Regions from separate parts of the Anas platyrhynchos genome. Here region 1 is linked to region 2. Evidence: chromatin contacts called from public Hi-C data. All regions are on one chromosome and are shown on one strand. The core of a region is the stretch at or near the end of the contact, and the rest is flanking DNA. Distances in the headings are between cores, read along the strand shown.

Region 1 (2,700 bases), core at 9-2,508, 190 kb before region 2:
CTGGCACGGAAGATAGCGATCGGAGGGCATGCAGCAATACCACCAGCCATTCCTGCAGCGTGCAATCCTTCATCTCCACGGGGTCACCCTGAGCCACGGAGTCCTGGGTGCCCCCACGGGGGTCTGTGGCAGCAGGACCCCGAGCAGCCCGGGCTTGTGTATGCAGTCACCGACCTGAACGGACTCCTCCACGCCTAGATGAAGGATTTCACAGCTGCTCAGCTTGACCTGGCTTGCTCTGTCTGGCTGAGCCCTACGGTTCGGGGTAAGCAGAGCAGGCGGTGAACACGCAGTGGAAGTGGGACACTGCCTGAGCTTAAAACAAGGACAAGCCTAGCTCAGGAGACGCTGCGGGACAAAGCTGGGTGTAAAGCTGCGGTGCCTATCGCTGTGCATTAGACAGCTCTTGTGAGACTGCTTCACCTCACCGTGGCTTTGTCTGGGGAAGGAAAAAAACCAGTCCAAGCCCTTCTTCTTTCTGCTAGCAGCGCAGGATCCCTCCTGCACAGAGGGACCTGGCCGGGAAGCTCCCACGTGGAGCCCCAGGGTGTGTGGTGACCCCTGCAAGCAGGAGGCTCGGCCAGCACCCTGTGAAGGGTGGTCTGGCCACAGGGGAAGGAAGGGGAAGAGGAAAGGGGTTAGGGGAAAGGGGTAAGGAGAAAGGGGTAAGGGGAAAGGGAAAGGTCTCGCTGCGGGCTCTCAGTGCTGCTCTGACACCAGGGACAAGGGGAGCACCAGGCTCCGGCTCCCGCACATGCACCTCGGGGGATCAAGGTGCCCCCACGGGGGTCTCAAAGCACAGACCCCCCTTTTTTCCATCCCCACCCGGCTGTCACCTCCCCGCCCGGCACCCAGGCGAGCGGCGAGGCCCCGCAGCCCCCCGGGGACCCCCCTCTCGCCCCGCCGGCCTTTTGTGTTGGCGGAGGAGGCTGAGGGGAAGGGCGAGGGGCGAGCAGGGGGGAGGCTCCGCCGCCGCTTACCTTAGCGCCGAGGGGGGCGGCGGCGCTGAGGAGAAGGAGGAGGAGGAGGAGGAGGAAGAGGAGGAGGAGGAGGAGGCGGCGGGGAGCGGCGGCCATGCCGCGCTGCTGCTGCTGCTGCCGCGGAGGAGGCGGCGCGGTGGCGGCCCACCAGCGGCCGTGGCAGGAGCCGCCGGGGCGCGGGCCGGCATGGCTGAGGGGCTTAATGACTTTACAACCTGCCGGGCGGCCGGCAGCGGCCCGCAGCCGCCGGGGGAGGGAGGGATGAAGGGGGGGAGACGGCGCTCGGAGCCGCCGGGGGCGGGGAGCGGGGCACGGCGGGGCCGGGCAGCCCCGGGGCTCAGCCCCAGCCCCGTCCCGCCCCGCCGCCGGCCTCCTGAGGGGAAGGCGCCGGGGGAAGGTGGAGGGGGGCGGCCCCGGCCCGGGGCTGCTTTTTGGTGTTTTATCCCGAAAAGCTGGGGGAGATGCTGCTCGCTAGGCGATCGCCTGGCTTTGGGCTTCGCTGTCTCAGCGGGAGGGAGAGCTGCGGGGTGTATATGGCAAACGGAGCGGGTCGTGGTTCATGGGAGGACACGAGGCTCGCCGCCTCGCTCGCTGCTTTTTCCCCTCCAGCTCCCTGTCAGCAGTGACAGGACGAGCCCGCCGCATCCTGCTTGCGCTGCACGAGGCCCTGGAGGAAGCAGTGAAGCCCCCATAAGCAACCTGGGGCGTCCCAGACTAAAGGACTCTGTTGATCCCAGTCTTCCAGGCACTGCTCTCGGGCTGGCGTGCTGAGCTAGTCAACTGTGCGAGTTCAAAAAGGAAGGAAACAGCTTAAAAAGCTTCCTGGCACCTTCCCTGCTCCCTGCTGGATCCCCCTGCAGTGGGAAGGTGATGCGAGGCCTCCACGCCTCTCCCCCACCCAGGGCTTCGGCCTCTCGGTAGGGGAGAGGAAGGATGGAGGGGTGGCAGCAGGGGGGAGCAACGCGGGGCTCCTGATCAAAGCCGTCTGCCAGCAGGCGGGGGGCAAAGGGAGGAGGAGGGCAACCCGCTACTGACCCATCCCACAGAAAACAAGGGAGAGGAGTTGTGAAATAATGTAGTTTCTCCGTGAGCTGCCTTCCGCTAAAGCTTGAGTCGATTCTTGGGTTTTGTGCCCTGCTGCATCCTCCTCGTGAGGCAGCTCCTGCCCTGAAGATAAGCAGAGCCCTTTGGAGGTGCAGAGGTGGGGGAGAGGCTGTGGGTAAGAAGGAAAGGGAGGCCAGCTCCGGCTGCATGAGCTTGCTGGGTGCTGTGCTGCTCTCACACAAGCTGTGCTGTGGCTGATCTTCAGCCCCTCACCACCAGCTGCTGAGCTGCAGCCCCAGGAAGGGCAGGAGGCAGCAGCAGGCTGTTGAGTAACATATGGTGCAGAGAGGATTTGGGGAGGGGGGATTGCATGTGAGGCACTACCAGAGCATGACAGGGCAAATCCAGGTGAACTGCAGTGCTCTCCCCTGCAGGGCCCCTCAGTGCCTGGCCTGACCTTTCTCACTAGTCCTGCTCTCATCCCAGACGTGCATCTCCTGAGCCTCTTCTGGTCACAGGGGTGAGGCAAATGTAATGTGTAATGCAGCTAGATGGAGTTAAAAGGCTGCTTGCAGTTTTAGGTCCTGAGTTTTAAGCAGTGTGGTTGTTTTCTTAATGTTTGTGGAAAATTTTGAATACTCTCAGTCAATGTGGAAGCAAGGGTGTGGAATGTAAA
Region 2 (2,713 bases), core at 190-2,689:
TTTGTTAAGCTGTAATATAACAGAAAAGCTAGATTGTAGGCAAGAGTTAAATATAGGACATCCTAACTTTATTCAGAATAAAATTAGACCTCTGACAAGTTTTGTGTAGAGGAGCAGCACTACCTGGCACATGGGAAGGAGACAAGAAACACCCCCAGTAAGGTCATTACAATAAAAACTTTCCTGAAGTGTTCCCGCAGAGGTGAATACACAGCCCAGAGGCTTCCATCAATGCTTGCTCTGCACCAATCTTCCTACGTCCCTTCCTACGTGGCCCTAAGGGTCCTGAGCCTGGAGGAGCTGTGAGCTCTGGGCATCCATGGAGGTTTGCTTGGTGGCAGCAGGAGAAAACTCATCCTGAGTCCAACCTGCCCAAAGTACACCCAGGAGATGATCAGTTGTTCCAGCCTCAGCTGCCACGACGGGACAGGCATCGTCCTCTAACCCCCTCAGGCTCGCACGAAGTCAGCAGCAAACCCTTGAAGCGTGCTGATTGAATTGTAATTAAGCTGGCATTGTCTCAGGCGACAAATTTGACAGAAGACGCCTCAGAGCTAACCCAGGGGTAGACCTCAAGGAGTGCTGTGCTGGTTACCACGTCCCCTAAATGCACCGGATTAACATTTCTGCACACCATTTGAGGGGCGAGGATTATTAGGGAGGCAACAAGAAAATGTAAACTCTCCTAAAGTTTCAGCCATCCCCTCCCTCCTCTCCCCCTGTGTCATGGCCCGGCTATCCCCCTGGGAAGGGAACTTGGGCAGACACTAATTGTATTTGACAGCAGCAATTACACGCAAGGCTGGAGATTAGAAGCTCGTTAATTGTGTGTGCCATAATTGCTGCCGTCTTTCCCTTTACTAGCCGAGGCCAGTGCCAGGAGAGCGATGAGGAGGAGGCTGAGCTGCACCCCAAACGCAGGTGGTCCGGGGATGGGAGGAGATGTCCCCTCTCCCCCAAGCGTGTGGCTGCTCCTGACCCCATAACAATGCAGGACGGGGCAGCTAATGAGGCATGAAATGAGGACAAGCGATGTGCTCCTCCGAAGGTATTTTCCACCTGTATCTTCTCGGCCTGGCTGAACTTCACACTACTCGGTAAATATTAACCCTTCAGGGGCGACGCTGCCAAAGGAAAACGAAAATGACTGTCTGCAAGATTAGGCACTAAATTAAATGCTTCAGTAGCATTCATAAAAATCCTCCCTTCCCTGCTAAAAAGTATGAGCTCAGCATTCCTCACCACTCTACGGAGTGGTGGCGGCCAGCTAGATGCAAACAAGATAAAAATACACTGCTAAGCTCTTCTGTAAAGCTGCCTCTCGTGAACCAGCCCTACTAATGCCCGTCAGAAACTGCGGGTTTTAATATTCCTCTCCCAACAACCCTCCTTGGCTCCGAGCAGCAGCTCGGCCGGCGAATGCACATGACTCAGCTCCTGGAGCATCTTCAACAGACCACTGAGGAGCTGTACAATTTGAGCACGCTGTCCTAGGAAAAAAAAAAAAAACAGCAGTACATTCCCCAGGATAATGGGTTTTGGTTGTTTTTTGTTTTTTAAATATTGCAGAGACAGTTTAGTTAAAATTCCATTAACGGCTACATTAAAAAAAAAAAAAGGTTTCTGGTTCTTTTAAATCCCATTGCGGAATTTCCTCCTATAAACACAATCCAAGACGGAAGAAATATTTTCCTGATTATATTCGGAAGATAAAAACAAACACACTATAATTAATGTCGTCGTGTTGCATAGTTTAACAGACCCGCAATCTTAGGCAAAGCCTCGAAGATTACTCATTTAATGAGTTAATTAAAAACTGTACCATCAACACAGTTGGAAATTAGTAGTAAAGACAGTCAGGGGAGGGGAAATAAACGTAAAATGCTTAGCATTAACTCTGAGCAAGTTTTACTGTTGCTAGCAGCTCTGATTTCATGACTCACTGTCTACATTTTAACATTTGCATGACATGAAATAATATGCTCAGCCAAGAAACCTCATGCAGCGGTTCACAACATTTTTTTGGTGTGTGGAGCTTTTTTTTTAATGGAAAAGGAGGTCCACAGGTGAGAACAGCAGGAGTGATGGCAGACTTGCTTTTCCTCAGCTCCTTTTTGTGTCTGCTGCAGTCACCTGCGGACTCCCCAGGTCCACAGCCCAGTAGGTGAAGCACGGGGCCAGCATGCAGCCCGCCGACGGGAGGCAGAAACCAGGAGCACAGCGCCCTGCATCCTCAGCCCTGGAAGCAATCGATCACTTCTGTCACGTTGACCATATAAAAAAATAATCCCCAAGTGCCCAGGCACAGCAGCCCAAGGCATACGTACAAACAGCCTTTACTGTAATTGCCGTTTCTCTGGTCAATTTAATCCAAGGCATTCATCTGTACAGATTAAAAGAGACGTTTGTTTGGGCAAGAAGTATGTCCCGAGCCAAACTGAAAAGACTGAAAGGCTGCGTGGGATGCAGCTCATGCTCTGAAGCCACCCTAAATTTGAGCAACACGGCAGTGCCAGGACATCTGCCCCCGTGCCCAGCCTGCCTGTTGTGGGATTCATCCCCTGCTTGCTGGGGACCGCAGTTCCTGGACCGCCCGACCACCGCCACGGAAATCTTGCCTCCAGCAGATCCGGGTCGTAAAGGCAGAGGCTGGATTTACGAGCTCTGCAGACAAAGAAGTGACAGAACGGAGAGATATTTGGCAGTCCCTGTC

What was found. A called contact is a pair of places that touch in the nucleus more often than the background predicts.
Region 1: a Hi-C map of skeletal muscle shows a contact between it and region 2, with 3 times the contacts expected there. The contact joins the promoter of LOC101797716 here to the enhancer-like site in region 2. A contact is called at or near these places in 2 of 8 Hi-C or Micro-C datasets (skeletal muscle and subcutaneous adipose tissue).

Annotation. Positions count from the first base shown.
Region 1 is chr8:18,670,592-18,673,291 of IASCAAS_PekinDuck_T2T, reverse strand. It overlaps LOC101797716 (ADAMTS-like protein 2), which reads right to left and starts at 1,258. Exons shown (of 18, transcript XM_027463149.3): 1 at 981-1,258. The coding sequence starts at 1,168.
Region 2 is chr8:18,485,172-18,487,884 of IASCAAS_PekinDuck_T2T, reverse strand. The region is part of intron 3 of ACBD6 (acyl-CoA binding domain containing 6); the gene reads right to left. Among named protein-coding and RNA genes, the nearest start is that of ACBD6, 18 kb to the right of the region's middle. Within about 2 kb of position 1,439, at least 1 of the 8 cell types and tissues checked has an H3K27ac peak or open chromatin away from gene starts, as enhancers often do.